2 separate regions of the Zea mays genome follow, and region 2 is linked to region 1. Evidence: chromatin contacts called from public Hi-C data. All regions are on one chromosome and are shown on one strand. The core of a region is the stretch at or near the end of the contact, and the rest is flanking DNA. Distances in the headings are between cores, read along the strand shown.

Region 1 (6,702 bases), core at 3,046-5,545:
TGTTTTAACCCACCATCAGCCAGAACAGAAACACATGACTAATGTCCAAAGTGGTTAGGGTATGGATTCAGTCCACCACTCCACCTACAGCCAGGTAGCCTGCTGTAGGTACGGTCGTACGGACGAACAATAAAATTAACTAAACAATGCTTACCAAGTTACCAGCGATTTCTCTATGAGCTCCAGGGTACAGAGGCGCGCGGCGTACAGCGTCCAGGTTGTCTGGTTTACGTTGCACGCGTGATGGGGTACAGGCGACGGCTCCGCCTCAATGATTCCCTCCCTTTTGTCCCAGAATCATTCCTGCATGCAAAAGGGCAGCTAGCTAGCTAGCTTATTGGTGATGAACAAAAGGCCCCGGCGTCGTCGGTTCGCTTCAAGATCCTCTACTATCTAATGGCTTCTTGCTGCCTGCCCCCGATTTTGCTTCAGAGTCCACGGTCCCAGCTAGCCGCAGGACTGTGTATATATACTGCTAATTCTATTTTATGTAACCTTAGTCTTCTGTGCGCTGTCATGTAAACACGTACTACGACATATTGTGCAAATGTTGAATGGATCCTGGGCTCATGGCATTGGTTTAATAGTAGTAAAATTGGGCGGCGAATACCCTTGGCTCGGGCACTGACATGTCAGTGCGTGTGTGGCCCGTATGGGAGAAGTAGCACATGCCATGTAGCAGGACGGACCACGGACGGTATACTGTAGCCTCAGTACCGGATTCTATTGCAGCAGTCCGAACCAGACAGAGCAGAGAGAACGACGACGGTATACAGTATGCAGTATACGTACTACAATAATCAATGCACCTGCATCTTCCGTTCAGACAGTCGACCAGTTGGGGGTGGGCGAGACCGTATTTTTGCCTGTGATAGATTCATAGACATAGTAGAAGAGGAACGGACTTACCGGCTCAGGCTCCGTTGGTTTCACGCGCGGGTTTCCCGCCCGTTTGACGCGCTCCGTGTCCCATGCGTAACAGTCCTGGCTCGGCTCGGCTCGGCGATGATAGGCGCGCCCAACGCAGACGCAGCGAGACATATCTTGGCCTGCCGGCGCAAACGCAACCCGGGAGCGCGGAGCCAATGCCGCCATGCCGGCAGTCCGCAACGTCCCGCGTCCAAAGCCAGTCGTCCAAACCCGCGCTACGGGCGTGAGAATGCGTGATGCAGCAGTACAGTATTTGTTTCCACAGCACACGGCAATTGATTAATTAACTAAAACTCATAATCGCGCCACTTTCGGGTCACAGGGACGCGGGCCCCGTCGTCCCCCATCCGTTTCCTCCTCCGCCTCGCCTCCTCTCTACCCAGCCCCAGCCTCTCCCGGTCTCCCCTCCTCTCCTCTCCTCTCCTCTCCTCCTCTTCCTCTGCTTCTCTCCCCGATCTCTATTTCCCATTTCCGGGCGGCTCCCGTTCTCCACCTCAATTATTGCCCACCCATCCCCGCTCCCTCCTCTCCTCTCCTCCCGTCCCACCCATCACCTCGCACCAGCGCCGGGGGAATGGCGGCCGCGCTGTGGACGCTGCTAGTGGCGGTGGCCCTGTCGGCGGCGCTGGCCTCGAACCGCCCCGTGGCGGCGACGGCGACGGCGGCGGCGGAGGCGGCGAACGAGGTGCTCCGCGCGCACCAGCTGCCGGGGGGCCTGCTGCCGGCGGGGATCACGGCGTTCCGGCACGACGCCGCCACGGGGGCGTTCGAGGCCCGGCTGGACGCGCCCTGCACGGCGCGCTTCGAGGTCGGCCTCCGCTACAACGCCACCGTCTCCGGGGTCATCAGCCCCGGCCAGATCGCCGACATCTCCGGCGTCGCCGCGCAGGACCTCTTCATGTGGTTCCCCGTCCACGACATCAAGGTCGACATCCCCTCCTCCGGCGTCATCTACTTCAACGTCGGCGTCGTCAAGAAGCACCTCCCGCTCGCCGTCTTCGACGCGCCGCCGGCCTGCACGCCCGACCCGCTCCTGCAGGTAATAAACCCATCTCTCGACCCTCGGTCTTTTTTTTTTTTTGATAGAATCGTTGGCGCTGTTTGCGAGTCCTGAGTTTCTTCTCCGGCGCCCGCAGCGGCTGGAGGACGTGGGCGAGGGCGGATTGGCCGTGGTGGGCGCCGCGGCGTCCCGGCGATGATGGGTGGAGGAGAACGGAGGAGGGTTCGACGGCGCCGGCGAGCCAGGATCACGAGCGCAGTTTTGAGAGGAGAACGGGCGATCGCCGGCCTTCTTCGATGCACATAGATAGCGTGGGCATTTCCATCTGTTTTCTTTTTTCTGCTTCCTACTAGTGGCTACACTAGTAACCAACCTCGTCTATCATTGTTCGTTTCGTCAAGCTGTTGTCATTTCCTGCTGTCTTCCGTTCATGTCCGTGTTCTGTTCGGCCGGAATCCGCCGGCAGCACGCGTGTCCCCCTCGCGTTGCGTCGTGCGGCGTAGCGGCGGCGAGGACGACCGCCGGCGATTTTTTTTTTGGCGCGCGGTAATGGATGCGGGCTGCGCGCTACTCGCGTCGTGACGAAACGAATCTGGCTGGAAACTGGAATGCAAATCCAATCACGCTTCTTCCTTCCCCCTGCCCAAATGCATGCAAATCCATTGGCCTGCGATTCAGTGCACACTCTCTTGCATCGCCAGCGTCGTTGTCTCGCTGATGCCTGCCTGCATCCGTCTCCGCCGCCGTAGGAGCGAGGCCTGTGACGCGGTCTCCGTCCGTTCCATCGTGGCATGGCATCATCCCGTCCCCTTCGCGGGCCGGAGAGAGAGAGAGAGAGAGAGTGAGGTGTTGTCTGAGAAAAAGACCATGATTCGACATGGCAGATGCTGACTAGTCCCCTCGTCTCTCTCTGGGTATCACCATTCACCAGTCACTACCCTACCTCCCTACAGCGAATAGCAATACCGGGTCTGGGTGGATGGTCACACTGTCCATGTCTGCAGTGCAGACAGACAGAAGATGCCTCCTCTCTATCCTACCGGCTGCAGTCTCGCCAACTAATTCCTCGGTGCAGCTTAGCTAACCAACCCCTCGAATCTTTAATCATTACTAGTATTTTTTTCTCTATCGAATCCAACAACGAAACGAAGCGATATAGTTTTACTGGTAGTCGAAAGAAGTAGATCTGGACATCTGGTGAGCTAGCGTGTGCATGATTGGGTGGCACTGGGGGTTCAGGTACGCATGTGACGAGTCCGGGGCAATAATTCTCGGTCACAAGCGGACAGGATGATGCGCATGGAGACCCAAAATCCCCTGTTCGACTAACCCGACAGCTCAGGAATATCTGGATCGCAGGAGATGCCATGCCAGTGCCACACATCGCTTGCTCCCGGCCGGGGTGGTTTTGGTACTAGTTGCACTGATGACTGGTTCGTCGCGGTCTAAACTTGACCCGGTTGCCCCCCTCCTTTTTTTTCTTGCTATAATTAACTGTTAAAGCTCGTGTGAGTTGTGACCACTGCTCCAGGAAAGGATAGCCGCTGAGATGCTGACACGCGGGTCCAGCTGAGAGGTGGGGGTACGTCCTACGTGTCAGTGCTGGAGTGGGGAGTGACGGGCAACAGCGACGTGACCGGACGCGACGCGATTAGCGGGCGCATCGCATGTGCGAGGGAGGAACGATGACGGTAAGGAGACAAGACAAGCGTATCAACTGCAGCTTCCTGCAGGCTGCCGGGGTGGGTTGCTGCAGTAGGTGCCGCTGCTGGCCAATGCCAACGAGCCATTTGCCCGGTTGGCCGTGGTCACCTGGCGTGGCTCTTCCGGCCTGTGGATTATGTGGGCGGAACCGCGGAAGGATAGGGATGGAGCCTGGAGGAGGGGAGAGACGCGTCCGGTGACGTCCCCTGTCCACCGTTTTGAGTAGGAGCGCTGTCAACGTGGCGAGGATTCAAGGAGGACAGACAGTCCAGGGCAGGTTGATCACAATATCAACTGTTTGTTTTAGGTAGGAGCCCTGACAACTTGACATCCGACACCGTGACATTGAGGTGTGCTCCGGAGGCTTCTCTCGGATAGTTTTATTTTGGAACTTGATTGCTGGTCGAGGTGAAATATATATACTCCATGTCCTGATTGCCGTGCTACCCAGAGGCCACACTGCCTGAAAAGAAAAGAAAAAAAAGAAAGATGTAAAAGAAAATAAAAGCAAAGGAAAAATTAAAACCAAATTTGGGCTGAATTCACTGATGGCCCGAAACTGTACCGTAGACCCCAACCCACACATCGCAAGAGAGGCCCAGCCCAGAAGTTTTCAAAACTCCGACGTATAAAAAAGACCCCAGACCCACAGTCCCCTCCTCTCTCTTTCCCCCCGTGTCAGTGTGTCACGCTTCGACCACGCGGCGGCGCCATGGCGGCCCAGCCCATCCGCAAACCGCACTTCGACCGCATCGTCCGCGCGCTCGCCTCCGACCACCCGCCACCGCCCCGCGCCGAGCTGCACGCGTTTCTCGTCCGCTCGCACGCCGCGGCCACCGCGCCCGCCCTCGTCCGCTCGCTCCTCAACGGCGCCATCAGCCGCCTCTCCAAGCGGCGCCCGCGCGCCGCGCTCGCCTTGCTCCTCATCATGCCGCGCCTGCCCGTGCGCCCCGACCACTTCACGCTCCCCTTCGCGCTCAACGCCGCCGCGTCGCTCCGCCTCCTCCCGCTCGGCGCCTCCCTGCACGCCGTCGCGCTCCGCCTCGCGCTCCTCCCGCTCCGCCTCCCCGTCGCCAACGCGCTCGTCGACCTGTACGCCAAGTGCGAGGAGTTCCCCGCCGCGCACGCCGCGCTGGCGGACATCCCCGCCCCCGACGCGGTCTCCTTCAACTCCCTCCTCTGCGCGCACGCCCGCAACGCCTCCGTGCGTCCCGCCGAGTCCCTCTTCGCTGCCATGCCCACCAGGACCCAGGTCTCCTGGAACGCCATGGTGGTCCTCTACGTCAGCGCTGGTGACCTCGCGGCCGCTTGCCGTGTGTTTGACGAAATGCCGACGAGGGACACGGCCTCGTCGATGGTGCTCATTGTCGGGTATTGTAAGTGCGGGCTGGTGCAGAATGCGCGTGAGCTGTTTGACAAAATGCCTACAAAGGATCTCGTGGCCCGGACGGCCATGATTAATGGTTATGCACAGACTGGGCGGCCAAAGGTGGCACTCGCTTTATTTAGGGATCTGGAGGCTGCTGGGATTGAGCCTGATGGAGCCACAATGGTTGGGGTTATCTCTGCAGTTTCACAGATAGGCAGCACGGAGTTGGCTGGGTGGGTTGGAGCTTACGTCGACAGGAAGAAGATCGAAAGGAATGAGAAGGTTCTTACAGCACTAGTAGATATGCACGCAAAGTGTGGCAACATTGAGCAGGCACTGAGTGCTTTCAGGGAGATCCCACGACCTGATGCCTATCCATACACAGCACTGATTAGCGGCCTGGCAACACATGGACACGAAAATCTGGCACTTTCAGTGTTCGAAAGGATGCGGGCTGAAGACATCAAGCCTCACCCTATCACTTTCGTTGGTGTGCTTACAGCATGCAGCCACGCAGGGAATGTTGAAAAGGGACTGGAGTATTGGGAGGCAATGGTGCAGGATTATGGTATTGAGCGCCATGCGGACCACTATGCCTGTGTCATTGACATGCTCGGGCGTGCAGGGAGGATTGAGGAGGCTTTCGAGATGGTTCAAACGATGCCGATGGGGCCACATCCGGGGGCTCTTGGTGCACTCCTGAGTGCCTGCAAGACATATGATAACGTTGAGATTGCAGAAGTTGTCGCAAACAAGCTATTTGAGTTGGAACCTTGGAACACTGGGAACTATATACTCTTGTCAAACATATATGCTGGGAAAGAACTCTGGGAGGAGGCAGAAAGGGTCAGATCACTGATGAGAACAAAACTGCCATTTAAAAGTCCTGGATCCACTTGGTTTGAGGATCGACAGAGAGAGCATGCTAAGATGTCTATCATGGACTGAGGATGAGCAGAAACACCACTTTCTGGAGATGGTGGAAGCTAGGAAGGCTGAAAACATAGCTATTTGACAGTCAGCAAAGCAGAGGAGCTTCGTATCAGTTTGCCACTAAGGTCCTATGTATAGGCACTGGTCAAGGTGATTTCCTATAGTAAGTGTACAATGTCTCCCAATGAACCTAGGTAGGTTGCAATAAAGTTCTTACATATAGAATAGGTGTTATAGCAAGAGATTCAAATATATGATTCCCTGAACATTTAGTAATAGGAATTGCTATGAAGTAGTAAAGGATTATTTAGAACAATCACTCCATATGAATTAGTGTACATTGGTCTTGATTTACTGATAAAGTATGAGCATATTCACATTCACTGCATGAAATGGTTATTTACAACTAGAATAGCTCTATTCTGCATGCTGAGTATCCACTTGTATAGAAGGGAGTTCCTCATTCATAAATAGCATACTAATTTGTGCACATTTTTTTTTCAGGTCATTTCTCATCCTAGCCTCACTCTCTCGATGGCACGAGCTCTAATTCATCGATCTTGGGACCAGTGACCTCCTTGACATCATTCAATCCTCAATGATCTTGAATGTTGGCACAACCTTTATACCCAGTTTCTTTACTGAAAGCTGCAAGTAGCATGCGCGGGAGCTTTTCAGCATGTCATATTCCACGGGGCAGAGAGTCGTGAATACACAAGAAACAGGGAAATATTCCCAACTGAGGGCTTGATTAGAGGGGGATTTA
Region 2 (6,702 bases), core at 1,700-4,199, 220 kb after region 1:
CCCATTAGCACAGAAGAATCCCGGGCGCCCTGATAAGAAGAGAACAAGTTAATGTCAGAACACACATGAACATTAGCACCAGTATCAAGCCACCAGCTAGGTGATTGAAATACTGAGAAGATAAAAGGTAAATTACCATACCCTTTGTCTTCCTCATTGCTAGCGACCACTGTGTTGACATTGCCCTTTTTGCCACGGCGATCCGCTCGATCGGGACAATCCTTGGCAAAATGACCGCCTCGCCACATGCGAAACATGTCAATTCAGCCTTGTTCTTCTTCTTCTTGAAGTTGGTAGTTTTGTTGGGCTTGTTAGATTTTGGCTTTCCTTTGCCCTTGTTGTGGTTCCTTTGAACCATGTTGGCGCTGGAGTTGCCCTCGCCTCCTTTAGATCCCGTGTCCTTAGCCCGAGCTTTCTCCTCAACATCCAGAGACGCTATCAGATTTTCAACTGATATCTCCTGTCTCTTATGTTTCAGAGTTGTGGCGAAGTTCCTCCATGTAGAAGGCAACTTTGCAATAATGCACCCAGCCACAAATCGGTCATGAAGGACTATCTTAAGGTGGTCGAGCTCCTTGGCTATACACTGTATTTCATGAGCTTGCTCTACAATAGAGCGATTATCAACCATCTTATAATCATGAAAGCTCTCCATGATATACAGGTCACTGCCAGCATCTGATGCACCATACTTAGTAGTAAGTGCATCCCACAACTCTTTCCCGTCTGTGTACTGCATATTCGCATCAACCAGACGGTCAACAAGGGCGCTAAGAACGGCTCCCGTGAACATAGTATTGGCATGGTCGTACTCTTTCTCCTGTTCAGGAGTCAGTGGACCCTCAGGTCTGCCTTTACTAACATGGAAGACATTCATAGCAGTAAGCCAGAGCGTGGCCTTGACTTGCCATCTCTTAAAGTGCATACCATTAAACTTTTCTGGCTTCAGCGCGTCGGCAAAAGCAGCCATAGAAAAACTAGGAAATTGTCTACAATAAGGTTTTTGGAATGTTGAGTAATTAGACAAATTCCAGTTTAAATTTCGAATATAAATCATGACCAAATCAGAAGAACTGAAATAACAAGCCAAATCAGATGATGCGTACTGATTAGACTTACTGATAGATGGCACGCGCCGGAATCAGCAGGGTCGACGATGTCGAAGTAGCGAAATCAGCAGATCACGAGCAGTCGCGTGAAGACGCTTCCCAAAAACCTTATTCGCCCTCTCCCGGTGCAGGATCTAGAAGACGAAGGGTTCCGGAGACCTGCTCTCCTGATCGCAGATGCACCTCTGCGGTCGGGACGAAGGGAACTAAAAGGCAACTTAGATATGAAGAGAGGCGAAAGCGAACTGGGATTATTTGGAGGTTGGCTGCTGGGCTCCTTTTATAGGGCTGAGTCCGCGACCCCGTGCTTATCCGCCCACGAAAATCTCGCAATCAGTTGAGATTTTATAGCGATCGGTTAGGATAAGCGTAACAGCCAAGAAACCAAAAAATCAAACGGCAAAAGGTAGCCGCGCCCCCGCAAGGCGAGGGGCCGGATTTCGACGGACCATTCACGCGCATGTCGTGCGCCCACGCCCTTCGCCCCGGCCAGGCGAGCGAGCGCGCGCGTGTGGCTCTCCACACTCTCTCCTCTCATCCATGACTTGGTGAGTGAGTGTGGCTTCCATATTTAAGCTAGCTCTACTCCACTATTGCTAGCAATATGGTGCTAATGGTTCCACCTATCCTCTAGCCATCCTCTTGTATGGGCTTTTGAGATTTTTCTGGGATTTATTTGAATTTTTTTATTGGGCCAAGCCCATAAATCCTAACAGTGTATCTTTGGACATACAATTAGCGTGTCACTGTTTTTGAATTACATCGTGAAGCCGCTTCGGACTCCAAGGTACTAAATAACTACTACAAAATTAAGGGACGGAGCAAGTGAGGCTAAAATTTCTTAGTCGGCCTATTGGCTGCGGCATTAATCTACCTGCCGACTTCTTTACGGTATTTTGTTTTTATGGATTGCAACTACAATTCAAACGACTTTAATTCAACCGCAGCAAACAACTCTTCCGGCCCGTTTCGTTGAAAGTCTTTGACAATAGTGAACAAACTTTAGTCACTATAATTTAGAAGGTGGGAACCAAACACTTCCTTAGTCCTTCGTTTAGTCTCTGCGTTTAACAATAAAATATGGACTAAAGTTTGGTGCTATAGAACCAAACTGTCTAGAACTAGTGCAGGGAGATCTAGCAGGAACAGAAGAGACCATCACTTGATTGTCAGCTAGGATGGTTTGCATCTCGGAGATGGAGTGCAGCAGCTAGCTTGGCACAAAAAGAAGAAATGTATAATCTATTTAAAATCTTTAGAGCTAATAATTAGTTAGCTAATAAATTTTAGCTAGAATAAATCAACTAACTATTAGCTACATTTTATTTGGAACCTTCAGCTACTAGGTTTTTTTATTGGATTTGGACCTTCTAGTTTGTTATAGTGCCTCTGAGACCGACACTTATATCGAAAGGATAATTTGAACGGTTTTAAGAGTTCAGAGGTTAGATATCTGGCTTTAGAGTTTAATCAAGAAAAAATGGTTACAGCTAATTGATAAAGTAATAAAACGAATTTTGTCCCTGTAAACAAAACCCGCGGAACTCAACCCCAGAGTCCACAACCAGGCAAGAGAGTTAGAGGCAACCACTGGCTAGGCAGCTAGGCCCCTGTTGTCTGCGACTGCGAGGCAGCTGCAGGCTATGCAGCAATTGCTGCTCGCAAATCACGACCACAGAGAAGCCCGTTCCCTCGAGGCGTAGCGTAAACCAAATCCAATCCAAAAGCCTCGCAAATTAATCATAGCCATACACATTTCCAAAATCCTAAAAATTCCACCACCACCGAACCGAGCACTTTCGCTACGCAAACACGCGCGTGGAAAACAAAACGGCACACAAATTATTTATTTTTTTTCCTTTTTCGATCCCAGACACAACACAAGACTGAAAAAGTCAGCGAGGAAGGAAAAAAAAATCTGCGAGGCAGCGCAGCCGGACGAGGAGGAGGAGGTCAGGACTCAGGAGGAGAGGCGTCGCGGACTCGCGGTGGCAGTGCCGCGCACGGCAACCCAACCCAGCTCAGCTCCGGCGAGGACGCAACCGTTGACGTCGCTCTTGGCCTCGCCTCGTTATTTGAGGTCGCGCGGCCGCGAGCCGGGGTCCAGATCGAGTCTCGCGCGAGGTGTTTCGGCACCGCGAAATGCCGCCTCCGGCTGCGATGCTGCTCCTTACGGCGGCCTCGGGGCCTCCCACGCTGTCGCTGACCCTGGCCGCGAGGCGGGCGCCGCTCCGGGCCCCAAGCCGGCGGAGGCTGCGGGCGCTGCGGCCGGCGAGGATCCGCGCCGCCGCGGCGATCGGTGGCGAGTTCGGCGGCCTCGGCCGGCGCCGCGTCGTCGTGGGAGAGTTCATCGAGCGCCTGCGCAACGTTCTGCCCGGGGGCAGTTGGTGGCGCCTCGAGGACGGCGATGAGGCCGGGGACGGGGCCGGCCGCGCAGAGGGGAGCGGTACCACCGCCGTGTCCGCGCTCAGGCGGATGTGGGCCCTCGTTGCCGGCGACAGATTGGTCATCTATGTCGGCTTCGCGTCCCTCGTCGGCGCTGCGGTAACGCTTTCCCAGCCATAGCAGTGTGCTATGGACTATGGTTGACTAGTGATTTATCTACTTTTCAGTGTTCGTTGATGAGCGTAGTGATATGGTTTGGTTGCTATTGCAGCTTTCGGAGATCGCCATACCACATCTCCTTGCAGCGTCCATTTTCTCTGCGCAGAATGGAGGCGCGGTGTTCTACCGAAATGCCAAGCTTCTGGTTGTCCTATGTCTGGTTTCCGGGGTGTTTAGGTTCGTTATATTTTGCTCATATTGTCTATGGTATAAAACGACACACAATTTGCTATTCAACTCACATGTTTGCTCACAGTCAATGGAAGTAGCTGACCATGGGCTTTACTGTTTGTCTCAGTAAAACGTGTTGTTTTGCAGACTGTAGTTTGTACTGTAGCGTTCTGAAAGCTCTGTGATCAGCAAAGTTTGGAAGCATACTCTGACACATTTGGGAGTTGAGAAGTTCTCATGTATGTGCAATATAATGATGATTAAAAAAGCGGGTCATAGAGAAAATTATGCTTGCTACAGGCCATTATGAAAAATGCACATATACAAACGCACACAAACAGAAACGAGGAACTTTTTATGATACTCTGTACTGAATTATTAAAATTGATTATTGCATTCTGCATGGTTTTGTGAAACAAATGAGGTTGCTTATGTAATGGTGTCCCTAACTTGCAGTGGCATACGAAGTTGCTGTTTTGGTGTTGCAAACATGATATTGGTAAAACCATGTTAGATTCCTCATGCTAACAAGTTTGTCCATTCCATAATCTTTCATATGATCTATATCTGACACCCATCATCTGAATTTTTCTAAGGTTAAACGGATGAGAGAGGAGTTATTTGATTCCATTCTTTCACAGGTAAGAAAGAACACAGAAATCTGGAAGCTGAAATAAAACTTATTATTCATTTTTCCGCTCAACCATACTACTAGGATTTTTACTGTATTTACATTGTGCTAGGATATTTCCTTTTTTGATGAAGAAACAGTAGGAGATCTGACAAGTAGACTTGGTTCGGACTGCCAACAAGTGTCTCGTGTTATAGGCAATGACCTTAACCTGATTTCACGCAATTTACTTCAGGTGAAAAAATTATTTTGGAATTCTTTGATTGAACACCATTCAGTGTTTTAAAAGCTCATCTTCTATTTCATTAATTTATGTCAGGGTGCAGGTGCATTAATTTATCTGCTAGTCTTATCTTGGCCTCTCGGATTGTGTACAATGTTTGTTTGTGCAACTCTATCAGCAATTATGCTAGTTCATGGACGGTACAAGTTTACTCCTTTATCTCCTTCAGCTGTCTGTTTGTAAACTCTAGCACCATCTTATGTTTCATTCGATTGTTAGTGCTGCGCATTTTTTTAAATAAGGGCTTTTGATAGAAATATATCTGTTTGCTTGCATTTTTGGTGTATATGAGAGAAATCAACCCATCACATTACTACTTCATTGGTAGGTTTCAGAAAAGGGCAGCTAAATTTGCACAGGAGTTCACCGCAAACGCCAATAATGTAAGATTTTGTAATCAGACAAATAAGACATTTGCTAAAGTCAATTTCGTTTCCTTTGTACACCTTAATATGTTACATGGATGTGAATCAGGTTGCTCAAGAGGTGATAACTTTGGTTAGGACAGTGCGAGTATATGGAACAGAAAAGCAGGAGTTTAAAAGGCAAACTCTCTCTCTCTCTCTCTCTCTCTCTCTCTCTCTCTCTCTCTCCCTCCCTCCCTCCCTCCCTCCCTCCCTCCCTCTCTCTCTCTCTCTCTCTCTCTCTCTCTCTCTCTCTCTCTCTCTCTCTCTCTCTCTCTCTCTCTCTCTCCCTCCCTCTCTCTCTCTCTCTCTCCCCCGCTCCCCCGCTCTCCCCCTCTCCCCCTCTCCCTCTCCCTCTCCCTCTCCCTCTCCCTCTCCCTCCCCCTCCCCCTCCCCCTCCCTCTCTCTCTCCCTCTCTCTCTCTCTCTCTCTCTCTCTCTCCCTCTCTCCCTCTCTCCCTCTCTCTCTCTATCTATCTCTCTCTCTCGATCTCTCTATAACACACGCACACACAGTAAACAGTTACATTTGAGTCTTCCATAGGTATGCAAACTGGCTTGATAAGCTGTATGATGTGAGCTTTCGGCAGACAGTGGCTTATGGAGGCTGGAGCCTGAGCTTGAACTATCTATACCATTCTACTCAGGTATCTCCTCTGCTAATGTGTTTTTTAATAACTAACCATCAGAGTAATTTGTAATATTATCTGGTGAGGTTAAAGTTTTTACACTACTGATGAAGTACTCCTGCAAATAAGCTTTGCGTAGGTCATTGGAGTGGTGATTGGAGGCCTAGCAATCATGTCTGGGAAGTTAACTGCTGAGCAGTTGACAAAATTCACACTCTATGCTGAATGGCTAATTTTGTCCACATGGTGGATTGGGGACAACTGGTCCTCCCTGATGCAGTCTGTCGGAGCAAGTGAAAAAGTTTTTCGTTTAATGGATCTCCTTCCTAGCAAGCAGCTTAGCTCTGAAGGCAAGAAAACGTGTGCATGACTGTAAGGCTAATTCTTTGGAGGCATAGCAATTCAGTAATATAAAGCTTTTCATCATTGCAGGCCTCAAGTTAGAGAAGTTGAAAGGGCAAATTCAGTATGCTGATGTATCATTTTCATATCCATCAAGACCTACGGTACGCTTACACCACAGTTTTTTATACTTTTATGTTTACAAGTACTGTTAATGAACTAGTACTTATGATCATAACATTTAATATCCCAGATAAATTAAAGAAAATGTAAGGATGAACTCTAAAGTATGTAGATTTTGTAATTATAAATGCTGGCAAGGAAAGGACATGCCTAGCGCAGTAGTGAGAACTGAGAAGGCTTGCCTAGCGCAGTTTGGTTTGACACGGCCTCTCTGCAAAATGCAGGGATAAGGCTTGCCTCAGTTATTCCTTCCGTAGACCCCACTCATGTCGGAGTCACCAATACTCAGTCTATCTTTTTTAGAAATGCTGTCAAGGGTTTATGTGGCCCTTCATTTACCCTTTTTT

What was found. Hi-C and Micro-C count contacts between places; a contact is called where the count stands out from the background.
Region 2: a Hi-C map of leaf mesophyll shows a contact between it and region 1, with 3 times the contacts expected there. The contact joins the promoter of LOC103650860 here to the promoter of LOC111946235 in region 1. A contact is called at or near these places in 3 of 25 Hi-C or Micro-C datasets (ear, leaf and leaf mesophyll).

What each region holds. Positions count from the first base shown.
Region 1 is chr3:164,779,959-164,786,660 of Zm-B73-REFERENCE-NAM-5.0, forward strand. LOC111946235 reads left to right here and starts at 4,296. Exons shown (of 2, transcript NM_001360701.1): 1 at 4,296-6,099; 2 at 6,441-6,702. The coding sequence starts at 4,347. The coding sequence ends at 5,951. It overlaps LOC100276614, which reads left to right and starts at 1,092. Exons shown (of 2, transcript NM_001360700.1): 1 at 1,092-1,969; 2 at 2,067-2,324. The coding sequence starts at 1,505. The coding sequence ends at 2,129.
Region 2 is chr3:165,003,609-165,010,310 of Zm-B73-REFERENCE-NAM-5.0, forward strand. It overlaps LOC103650860 (ABC transporter B family member 26, chloroplastic), which reads left to right and starts at 2,950. Exons shown (of 18, transcript XM_008676453.4): 1 at 2,950-3,653; 2 at 3,766-3,890; 3 at 4,341-4,383; 4 at 4,481-4,525; 5 at 4,628-4,750; 6 at 4,835-4,938; 7 at 5,127-5,181; 8 at 5,273-5,343; 9 at 5,746-5,848; 10 at 5,970-6,180; 11 at 6,263-6,336. The coding sequence starts at 3,252.